Linked DNA regions of Mus musculus: region 1 is linked to region 2. A link is a contact called in public promoter capture Hi-C data. All regions are on one chromosome and are shown on one strand. Each heading gives the region's core, a stretch centred on a gene start, on an enhancer-like site or on the middle of the called end of the contact. The rest is flanking DNA. Distances are from core to core; before and after follow the strand shown. Region 1 holds the start of Mtmr12 (myotubularin related protein 12). Region 2 holds the start of Rpl37 (ribosomal protein L37).

What was found. Promoter capture Hi-C pulls out the DNA fragments that hold promoters and counts their contacts.
Region 1: a promoter capture Hi-C map of liver shows a contact between it and region 2, with 4 times the contacts expected there. The contact joins the promoter of Mtmr12 here to the promoter of Rpl37 in region 2. A contact is called at or near these places in 3 of 39 promoter capture datasets (liver and pre-B cells).

Annotation. Positions count from the first base shown.
Region 1 is chr15:12,202,712-12,207,649 of GRCm38.p6, reverse strand. It overlaps Mtmr12 (myotubularin related protein 12), which reads right to left and starts at 2,622. Exons shown (of 16, transcript NM_172958.4): 1 at 2,371-2,622. The coding sequence starts at 2,451.
Region 2 is chr15:5,113,714-5,118,810 of GRCm38.p6, reverse strand. Rpl37 (ribosomal protein L37) reads right to left here and starts at 2,198. Exons shown (of 4, transcript NM_026069.3): 1 at 2,127-2,198; 2 at 1,389-1,524; 3 at 1,108-1,192; 4 at 1-244. The coding sequence starts at 2,129. The coding sequence ends at 175. It overlaps Snord72 (small nucleolar RNA, C/D box 72), which reads right to left and starts at 390; the gene lies at 331-390. It also overlaps a transcript of Card6 not described here.

The DNA.
Region 1 (4,938 bases), core at 1,373-3,872, 7.1 Mb before region 2:
CATGTTTAACAACTTCAGTGCTGACTCTTGACAGACCGTGCTCTGCCTTAGTGAAGGCTTCTGCCTCTGGAGTTCCCACTTCTGATCAGCAGGACCAGGCGTAACTGCATTAAAAGGTGAAAGGGTTCTGGCCACCGACGTCATCCGCCAACAAGAAAGCATCTCAGAAACTGCAAACTCACCAGCTAGGAAAAGTGGTACAAAGAAAGGCGGGCTGGCCTGGGGCTCAGTGGTAGAATACTTGTTTATCATGGTGGAGGCCTGTGTTCTCTCTCCAGAACTGCATGCAGGGAAAAGGGGTGTCAGGTGACAATGGGTCTCTACAGAGTGGTATGGTTCAGAGTGGGATAGCTAAACACCCAAAATAAAACACACACACACCACACCACCCGCAGGACACACAAGGCAGGCAGATAGTACAATCAAAGATGAAGAAGAGTAAAAATAGTGGATGCCAGTCTTCATAAAAGTGCTCTGAGGCTCTCCCAAGGTGACCCAGAAAGGTATCAGACTCAGGGCTCTGGGTCACACGCAAGCAACATCTCAGTGCTGCTTGTCCATTTCCGGAAATGTGATGGCTAGTGAAGCCATCTACTTAAAAATAAGCTGTTTTCTCACCTCCTCCCACCATTGTCTTTTAATAAACCATGCACAGTTGAATAGAGAATCTTAGCCAGTACCAACTACAACAAAGACGCACAGCATCCTCACAGCACGGTCTTAGACACAAAAACACAAAGCTGCCCTCTAAGAAGACCCCAAAGCCATGAGTCCAGTGAGCTGAGCTACCACTTTCCCTACTGCCTCTCAAGGGAGACAGAGCAGCGCTGATGGCAAAAACTGCACAGTCAGATGAAGGACTGGCGCACTCTTGAACTCTGGCCAGACTTCAGAAGACTCTTCACTTGCAGTTTACTCTCACTAAATGAGAAAGGTTAAAGGTTAAAGGTCAAAGGCAGTTAGCGTTCAACTAGGGTGCTATCAAAGAAAGACAAAGAGAACCTGACCACATTACCTCTATGGACTACAGGGTGAAATGTAAGGTGACCCTGTCTCTCCATATCAAGTTCTGACAGAGGAAGTGGTTTTTATTTGAAAATTACGACTGAAAATAGGTTCCATTTTAGTACTCTCCACTAGATGCCTTGATTTCAAGACACACATGCAAATGCTGCAGGCCCCAGGTCTCTGATATCTCATTTCAGGCCCACCTGTTTTCCACCTTAGCAAGTGAGAAGTGGGAAGACATTTGGAGGCAGTAAATTTGGTAGAGCATCTACCTGCACACAGACAGATTGCAGAAGCTAGGCATGGTCGTACTACCTTGAGTTCTAGCATTCGGGAGGCAGAGGCAAGCAGAGCTCTGTGACTTCGAGGCCAGACTGCTCTACATAGTGAGTTCCAGCACAGCCAGGCTACATAATCGAGAGACAAACAAACAAAATTGCAAAAGCAGGGAAAAAAAAAACCGCACACAACTTTCACAAATCGAAAATGAGAAGGAGTCTACTAAAAGGTAAGGAACGACTGCTCCAGAAGTCTTCAACATGCTCTAGTTCTGATCTCTTCAATGTCCTCCTCATTCACGGAACTCCAGAACTGGCAGCCTTCCCTGGGGCCGTCCAGGACTCCTTACCTAGACCTAACGTCCTCTAACGTCCTGACTGAAATACCACCTTTGCAAGAATGAAAGGATTCCTTGTCCCCACCATCTTCTAAGTACTATACAATTAATAATCGCATATCGTTGACTGTTTGTTTCTTTTTACATAAGCTCCCAAGGAGCTCGATCTTTGTTCTGTTCACTGATACTTAGCACAAGCTTTCCAGGATCGTACCTGGCACACAGTAGGAGCGCAGAAAGTATTTCCCGAGTGAATGCACTTCTCGACTAGAATTGCAGTTTGGAAGGGGGGAGATGAAATGGGAAGAAGCGGGAGGAGGATGCTCTGGGCAGACACCGAAAGAGGCCAAGGCCGACCCACATACAGCAGCGCGGACGCAAAGCAGTGCACCACCCGCGACAGAGACGAACTCTCAGGACTCGCGGAGAAAAGTCCCGGGCAGAGCACACACACCGGGCTGCGGGCTGCCGGGGGAACCCCGTCGGGTTCCCGACCACGCAAGCTTTCTCTTCCCTTCCCGGATACCTGGGGCGCCGGAGCCGCCGGACCTCCCGGGCTCCGGCTCCCGCCCACAGGCGCGGTGGCGAGCGACAGGGCCCTGCCCCAGCACCTGCCCGGCCTGCCGCAGGGGTCCGGGCCGCGGCCAGCCCGGGAGGCCCCAGAGCGCCCCGCCCGGCACCCCGGCAGGAAGCGCCCCTGCCCCGGCCGCTCCACCCGCCGCCGCGCTCGCCCGGCGCACTCTCACCTCAGGGCGTACGTACGACACGAAGGAGGGCTTGGGCGCCTTGGTGCCGCCGCCACCGCCGACTCCCCCTTTCCCCAGCATCCCGCCGCCTTGCGAAGCAACGAAGCCGAAGCGCGGCGACAGCAGAGGCGGCGGCTCCGGCTCAGGTTCCGGCAGCGGCGGCGGCCACCAGCACCAGCGGCCGGGGCTCCGCCCATCCCTAGGGCCGCGGCGGCGGCAGCAGTACCGCCCGCATCCGGCTCCGCCGCTGACACCGTTCGCTCCGCCCAGGCCACGCGCCCCGCCTAGCGACCGTGGGACACGCCCACCGCCGCTCGCTCTGCTCCGGCTGAGGTCCCGCCCACAGCATGGGACTGGCCACGCCCACCCCTTGTTGGCCGAGGTATTTGCTCTAGCCAATGCGGAGAGCGTTCTCTCCGGGCTTCCCCACGATTGGCTAGCGAGAATGTCGCCATTTGCCCAATGGTCCTGCCGTCGCTAAGTTGTTGCGGGCAAGTCGTTCTACCCATTTTGCTTCTTTTACTGGCCAGCAGCTTTGAAATTCAGCTTGCTGAACAGAATGCCTCCGCAGAAGCTTCAAAACCACACCGACGACGTTCAGACTTTAGACGAATGAAGAGAGACAGAGCGGATAGGAACTGACTAAAGTGACGTAAAATGTTGTGTTCAACTTCAAACTTCTTTTGTTTGTCGCTTGGTTTCTAACTGGTAAGATATCAAAAGCCCTTAAGACTTATCTGCTCTCCCAAGTTATCGACAAACCTCTCATATTAAGCCAAGATAGCAAATAAAACACACACACACACACACACACACACACACACACTATTCATTTCTATTCATTTGAATTCCACCTTTGGGGCACTTGCCTCGCGTGAGCAAGACCAAATTGAATTCTCCCTGTGGAGCATTGTGTTAGAAGAATAAGATACGATGCAGCTCACCCGAAGTTGTTCCATCTACTGTGAAAAGCCAATAAACATTTGCAGTTAATTTTTCAAGTGTCAGGCACCTTGCTATGCCTTAGTCTGACCAACTGCACCACCCCCTTGTATTTCTTTTAAAATTCCCAACTAAGTACTACAAGTGACACGGAAGGGTGGTTAGTGCACACCTGCTATTCCAGCACCTGGAAGGCCAGACAGAAAGATAGTGAATTTGTGGCCAGCTCGGACTACTTAGGAAGTCCCCAGGCAACCTAGATCACAAATAAGACCTTCCTCTCAAAACCTAGCAATTAACTGTGCTTTTCCACGTTGGTTCCCAGGAAGGAGAGGTGACCTCTCTGATTCCGATATGCCAGACAGATTCTGTTGCTTTTGTTTCCAGGATCTGACCCAACCCATAAACAGAAATGCTGGCTTTTGATAGAAATTCACCAAGCAAATGTCCCTTTCTGCCGGCCGTCAAGCTAACGTTAAGTGTTACTAGATCACCCTGATCTTTAACATCTGCTGAAGGTCAAGCCCTGTTGTAATACGACTCTGAAAACTTGACACTGTCTCTGGGTCTGTACACTTCCCAGGAATGGGAGCCAACAAAAGAAACGTTTTAAATACCAAAAAACCAGCTGGTTTGCCACCCTCTTCTGATTGTGTCCGTCCCCCTCCCCCATGTGATACTGTGAGGAAGAAGTGGACTTGGAGATTATTGAGCCTTGAAGGAATGCCCTTATGAGATCAGAGGGTTCTGGCTAACCCTCCCCCATTGAGAGAACTCAGCAAGAATGTGTCACCATTCTGGGCTGGAGAGTTGGCTCAGTGGTTAAGAGCATTGATGGCTCTTCCAGAGGTCCTGAGTTCAAGTCCCGGCAACTACATGGTGACTCACAACCATCTGTAATGGGATCAGATGCTCTCTTCTGGTGTATCTGAAGACAGCTAGTGTAGTCACATAAATAAATCTTAAAATAAAAAAAAAATGTGTCATCGTTGAATGGCCCACTCTTCCCAACGTGGAATCTACTGATTCTGGAATTCCCTAGACTCTGGAACAGTGAGAAGCAATTTTGTATTGTGTATAAACGATCAACTGTAAGGTACTCTGTTACAAGCAGAGGTATGAGTACACCACTCATACATGTTTCACTCACTGATAAACACTTTTTTTCTTTTTTCTTTTTTTTTTTTTTTTTTTTTTTTTTTTTTTTTTTTTGGTTTTTCGAGACAGGGTTTCTCTGTGTAGCTCTAGCTGTCCTGGTACTCACTCTATAGACCAGGCTGGCCTCGAACTCAGAAATCTGCCTGCCTCTGCCTCCCAAGTGCTGGGATTAAAGGCGTGTGCCACCACTGCCTGTTTAAACACTTTTTTAAGATTTATTTTATTTTGATGTGTGTGTCTATCTGTCAGGGGGGTGTCATATTCCCTGAAGCTGTAGTTATGAGCACTGGTAATACCCCACTTTGGTGCCGAGAAACAAATTCAGGTTAAGAAGAAGTGCTCTTAACTCCACAACTGTCACGCCAGCCTTGATGGGTAATCTTGATTGTCAACTTGATGGAATCTGGAATGAACTAAAGACACACCTATGGGCAGTTCTACAAGAGCATTTCCAGGAAGGATTAACAG
Region 2 (5,097 bases), core at 949-3,448:
TTTCCCGAGAGTCCACCCAGCCCCTCCCAGCTTCGGACCCACAGGAACTATGAAGGAAGAAGCGTAGGATCCCAGAGCAATCATATAACCGAACTCTGAACCGATGTTAAAGTACCTTAGATCACCACAGAATTTTTGAAAGCAGAACATTTATTTTATGACTGATTGAAATCCTTAAGAAGAACTGGATGCTGCGACAGCTGCCCTCTTGGGTTTCGGCGTTGTTCCCTCACGGAATCCATGTCTGTGCCATGTTAAAGATAAGAAAAAAAGTTAAAGCAGCAATATCAAACATTGCCTCCAAATTGATCAAGCAGACCGTAATGAGCTTATCTCAGTTAAATGCTGAAATCATTATAGCAGTCATATGTTCAGACATTTATTTTTTAGGACATCATTGATAAGCTATTAGTTTACCCTAATCAAGACACCCACATTACATTAAAGTTAACTGTCTCAACAATTTTGGGCTCATTTTCCCTATTTCCACAAGAACTAAAGTATTTATGAAGCTATTCCTTAAGCTATAAAGGACAGGTCCTGGCACCTTTCCTTTAGTAACAGGAAACACTGACCAAGCTTAACAGGATCTTGAAGCTGCTCAACTCAGAAGTCTAAATGTTAAGTAGCACTCATTTCTACTCAATACTACATAGGAAGATGAGTGATTCTAAGCACATAAAGGTTAATCAGGCTCAAAACATGCCACTAGCCTATCAAACACTAGCAAGCCACTACACATCAAGTTCACAAAACTGGACTGAGTTTAAAACAGAGACAAACACAAAAGCACCTGTCAAAGCACAGACCCCACAGGAAAGTCTAAGAGGGGGGCTGGGGATTCTGTACTTTTAAGGAACATCAAGGCCTAGCCTCCAGTAAAAAGATACCCATCTATGTTATGACTGGCACCCAGAACAGCTTAGCAGACTTGAGCAAAGTCTGGAGGCAGATCCAAGTAAGCTGCCCCCCAGATCCCACTCATAGTCTTGACAAATGTGGGCGTCTCAGGCCCACACCAAACCCCAGTATCATTCCTACCCTTCAGTAAGAGTGCAAAGTTTCATCCTACCCTGGAGGACCAATGACATTTAGCCAAAACTGTACCTGAATCTGCGGTAGACAATCTTTAGGTGCCTCATCCGACCAGTCCCGGTAGTGTTTCGTCTCTTAGCCTTGGCACTCCAGTTATCTAATAAAAAAAATAGGATTCCAAATGGTTTTCCCAAGCACCCAGTGTCAGCCCATTTTCTCAGTAGTGTCATTACTATGTTTTAACCACTCAGCCAACAAACCAACCTCCAAAGTTGTTGCGTGCCAAATGTGTTTTCTATTACATCGCTACCTCAGGTCAAGGTAAAAGCCCGCCTGCGGATTACAGTACTTACACTTCCTCTTGCGCTTGGCAGGGTAGCCACACTTGCCACAAGTCGACTTCTGAAGGTGGTAGGCCTTGGAGCCACAGCGGCGGCACAGCGTGTGCGTCTTGTTGCGACGCTTACCAAAGGATGACGTTCCCTTCGTCTGCACATTAAAAGAAAAAGCAGGAAAAAAAACCCCACATATAAGCAACTCTGAAATCTGACTTCTCAATGTACTCTGGCATTTTCTTAGCAATGAGTATGGATGAGACGTAAACAAGATCCACACGGGACAAAACGGTGTAAAGATTTAAATCTTAGCACACAGGTAGGGTAGGTAGGAAGCACTACCGGCTATCCACACGACCATTATAATGCCTTACTCTGCGCGGACCTAAGCCTCCTTGGCTTTAGGCGTTAAGGACAACATTCTGCCCGTCTCTCAGTCGCGGTACTGCCCACCAAGCAGCCGGTTTCTCGGCGGCTGGGGACAGATGTCCCCAAGCCTGTCCTGATCACCCACCCGGGGCTGCAGTGCGTACGTCTCCTCCAAAGCCCAGAGAGACCCACAGCGGCGCTAGGACCGTGGGCCGGGCTCTGCACACAGCAGCCATCCTTCCAGTTCCTGCGGACCACAGCACGCCGTCTCCTCGCCCATCAGCTCCCCTCACTCGCAACCTTGTCACCGACGCGCCGGGCAACAGGCAGGACAGCCCGAGGAAGAAGGATGGAGAGAGATTTACAGAGCCCAGAAACCACACTCACCATCTTGCTTCTACCGGCGAGGCCAAAGAGACCGGAAGAGAAAGCACCCCCGCCACTTCCTGTGGATAAGCTTCCGCCCAGGAAACTACTTCCGGCGGGTCTTGGTGCAGCCCTATCAGGCCTCGGGTGCGGAGGTGTAGTCTCCCGGGCGAGAGAGCCAGGGAGCCGATTGGGCTGCAACACCGGTAGGGGGCGTGCCTGGCGCTGTGGCTCCGCCCTCCCCAGCGGCCCGCCTCCTGGTTGGAGAGGGTTTCTGGCGGTGTCGGGGCTGCTGCGGTGTTGGCAGTCCGTCTGGTTTCCGGTCCCGGGGCTCGAGGGGAGTCAGACACCCAGTGCGTGGCGGCGCCCCTGGCGGTTGTGCAGTGCTGGGACTGGGATCCCGATCCGGGAAAGCCAGCCTTCCCAGGTTCGTTTTGATGTGGCCGCTCGCTTGCCTGTATGGAGAGTTGGTGAGAGGATGGAGTCACGAAGTGTCTCGGCGAGGGTAGGAGCTTAGTTAGCTTCTGACTCGGGCCGACTCGATTTCACGCGGTGGTCATTCAGAGGCCAGTTGTTTGATCGCACTCAAGGAATCACACGCGGAACTTGTTAAATAACAGCTTCCAGCCAGCGCGCCGCCACCAGGAAATCTGACCCTTTTAGACTTGAGTACAGTTTGCAAGTCTGTACTGTATAAAACACTTTCCTAGATCATTTTGAAATAAGTAACCCTAGACATCCTTGATTAGCGCTAATGCAACTGTCTGTCCGCAATCCCAGTAGGAAACATGGAGAATATAGTACGAACATTGATGAATTGGGGAAAAGTCTCAGTCATACCATCTACATACTTTCTAAAACAAATGTGAGAATCGCTAGTCTATCACATTCAAAAATCTTAAGATAGTGGACAGCAGAACAAAGCAAACACCAAGGAAGCTTTTTGTTTTGTTTTGTTTTTTGTTAGCAAATCGTACCAATTTCTTCTAGGGGAGGGGAGTAGAAAGAAAAATGTATAATCCTTTCCACTCAGAAGTAGTAAACTGAAATCAGAGGAGGGAGGAGATAGGGCACACGGGAGAGAAAGCAAACAAGCATTCAAATGGTTGAACTGGACTATAAATAAGTCTTAGGAGACTGGGTGGCAAATTGCTATAAATTTAGTAGCATGAAGCAACACAGATTTAGTCAACGGGTGTAAACTTTCAGTTATGGGAAATAAATTCTAGGGTCCTCTTGCATTACTGTACCTACAGATAACAAAATTGTATCGCACACTTAAAATTGTATGGCCTCTGCCTCCCAAGTGCTGGGATTAAAGGCGAGCGCCACCACTGCCGGCCTCATTCACAGTTCTGCTGGGAAGCACAAGTGAGGCTTGGTTTGACTAAAATTGAAATGTAGTGCTGAGGTGTAGCTCTGCTCAGTCGCTGTTTAATTGCTGTCTTTCACCTTGCAGGCCAGTAATAACCTACCTTACGTTGTAGTACAGTTTTCTGTGTTCTTCTACTTTTAAGACCGCTTGTTACTACATTCACCCCACCTAGATAATTTCTCCATCTCAAGGTTAACTAACCTGAAACCTTAGTGCTCTCTGCCACCTCAGGATTTATCACGTCACTGGATGCTCTCGCTTGGAGTACTAAACAGCTCTTTTGGGATGGGGTCATGGAGTTGTGTCTACAGCATTGACTATGAAAAATGACATTAGTGAAGAAAGGGTAGGCTGGGCGTTAAACCACCAAGGAGCCCACCCTCAGAGGCAGGATGTCACTGACCTTATCCAAAGACGTGCCTACAGCTGAAGTTATCAGACAGTGAAATCATTTTTTCTCTCTAAAGTGAGTTTGTTCTTTGTGGTGTGCAGGAAATCCGCACATCGGTTTTTGTCCTGAAATTTATGCTCCAGAGCCTTGTAGGAAGCCCTTCAAGTTTCCAGGCTTCTACCCAACTGCTAGGTTTAGGTAGGTCCGCAGCGGCGGCGGGAGCGTGTCCACAGCGGCGGGACATTATTTTTTCTTTTCTGTTCTTTACATTTTTAAGACAGGGTTTGTGTTGCCCAGGCTGATCTCAAACTCTTGAGGCCAAGTGATCCTCCTGCCTCAGCCTCCCAGGTGCTGGCAGGTAGTGTTAAGGTACGGCACCGAGTTTGGCAGCTTCTGAAACTGAGTGGGCCATTTTTGTTTTGTTCCTTGGCTGGCCTGGAACTAGCTATGAAGACTGGGCTAGTGGAGAGCTCACAGAGGTCCTTCTGCCTCGGCTTCTGGAGCCATGGGATAAAGGAGAGTGCCACCACACCCAATGTCAGATAAAGGATTTTTTTTTTTTAAGATTTATTATGTATTATGAGTACACTGTAGCTGTCTTCAGACACAGCAGAAGAGGGCATCAAGTCCCATTATAGATGGTTGTGAGCCACCATGTGCTTGCTGGGAATTGAACTCAGGACCTCTGGAAACAGCCACTGCTCTTAACCACTGAGCCATCTCTCCAGCCCCAGGTGAAGACTCTTTAGCCCAGTACACTCTCTATAATTTTTCTTTTTTGGCAGCTATAGAGACCAGGTTAATTGTATATCCTATTCTTCCCTCCCTTCTCTCCCTTCTCCTCCCCTTCCCTCCCCCTCCCTCCCTTCCTCTTTTCTCCCCCTTCCCCTTCTCTCTCTTCCCTCCCTCCTCTCCCCTCCCTCCCCCTCCTCCCCTTATCTCCCTCCCCCTCCTCCTTTCCTGTTTTTCTCCTCCAGATTTCTCTTGTATTCTCCCCAACTCCCTACCCATCCAAGTTTATGTTCTTTTTCTCTCTTTTAAAACAAACATAAAAAGAAACAAAACCCTTATCAACCCCCAACTCCTGCCACAAAACCACAAAAATGAAAATCAAAACAAACAAATAAAAGCGTGGTGGCGCACGCCTTTAATCCCAGCAGAGGCAGTCGGATTTCTGAGTTCAAGGCCAGCCTGGTCTACAAAGTGAGTTCTAGGACAGCCAGGGC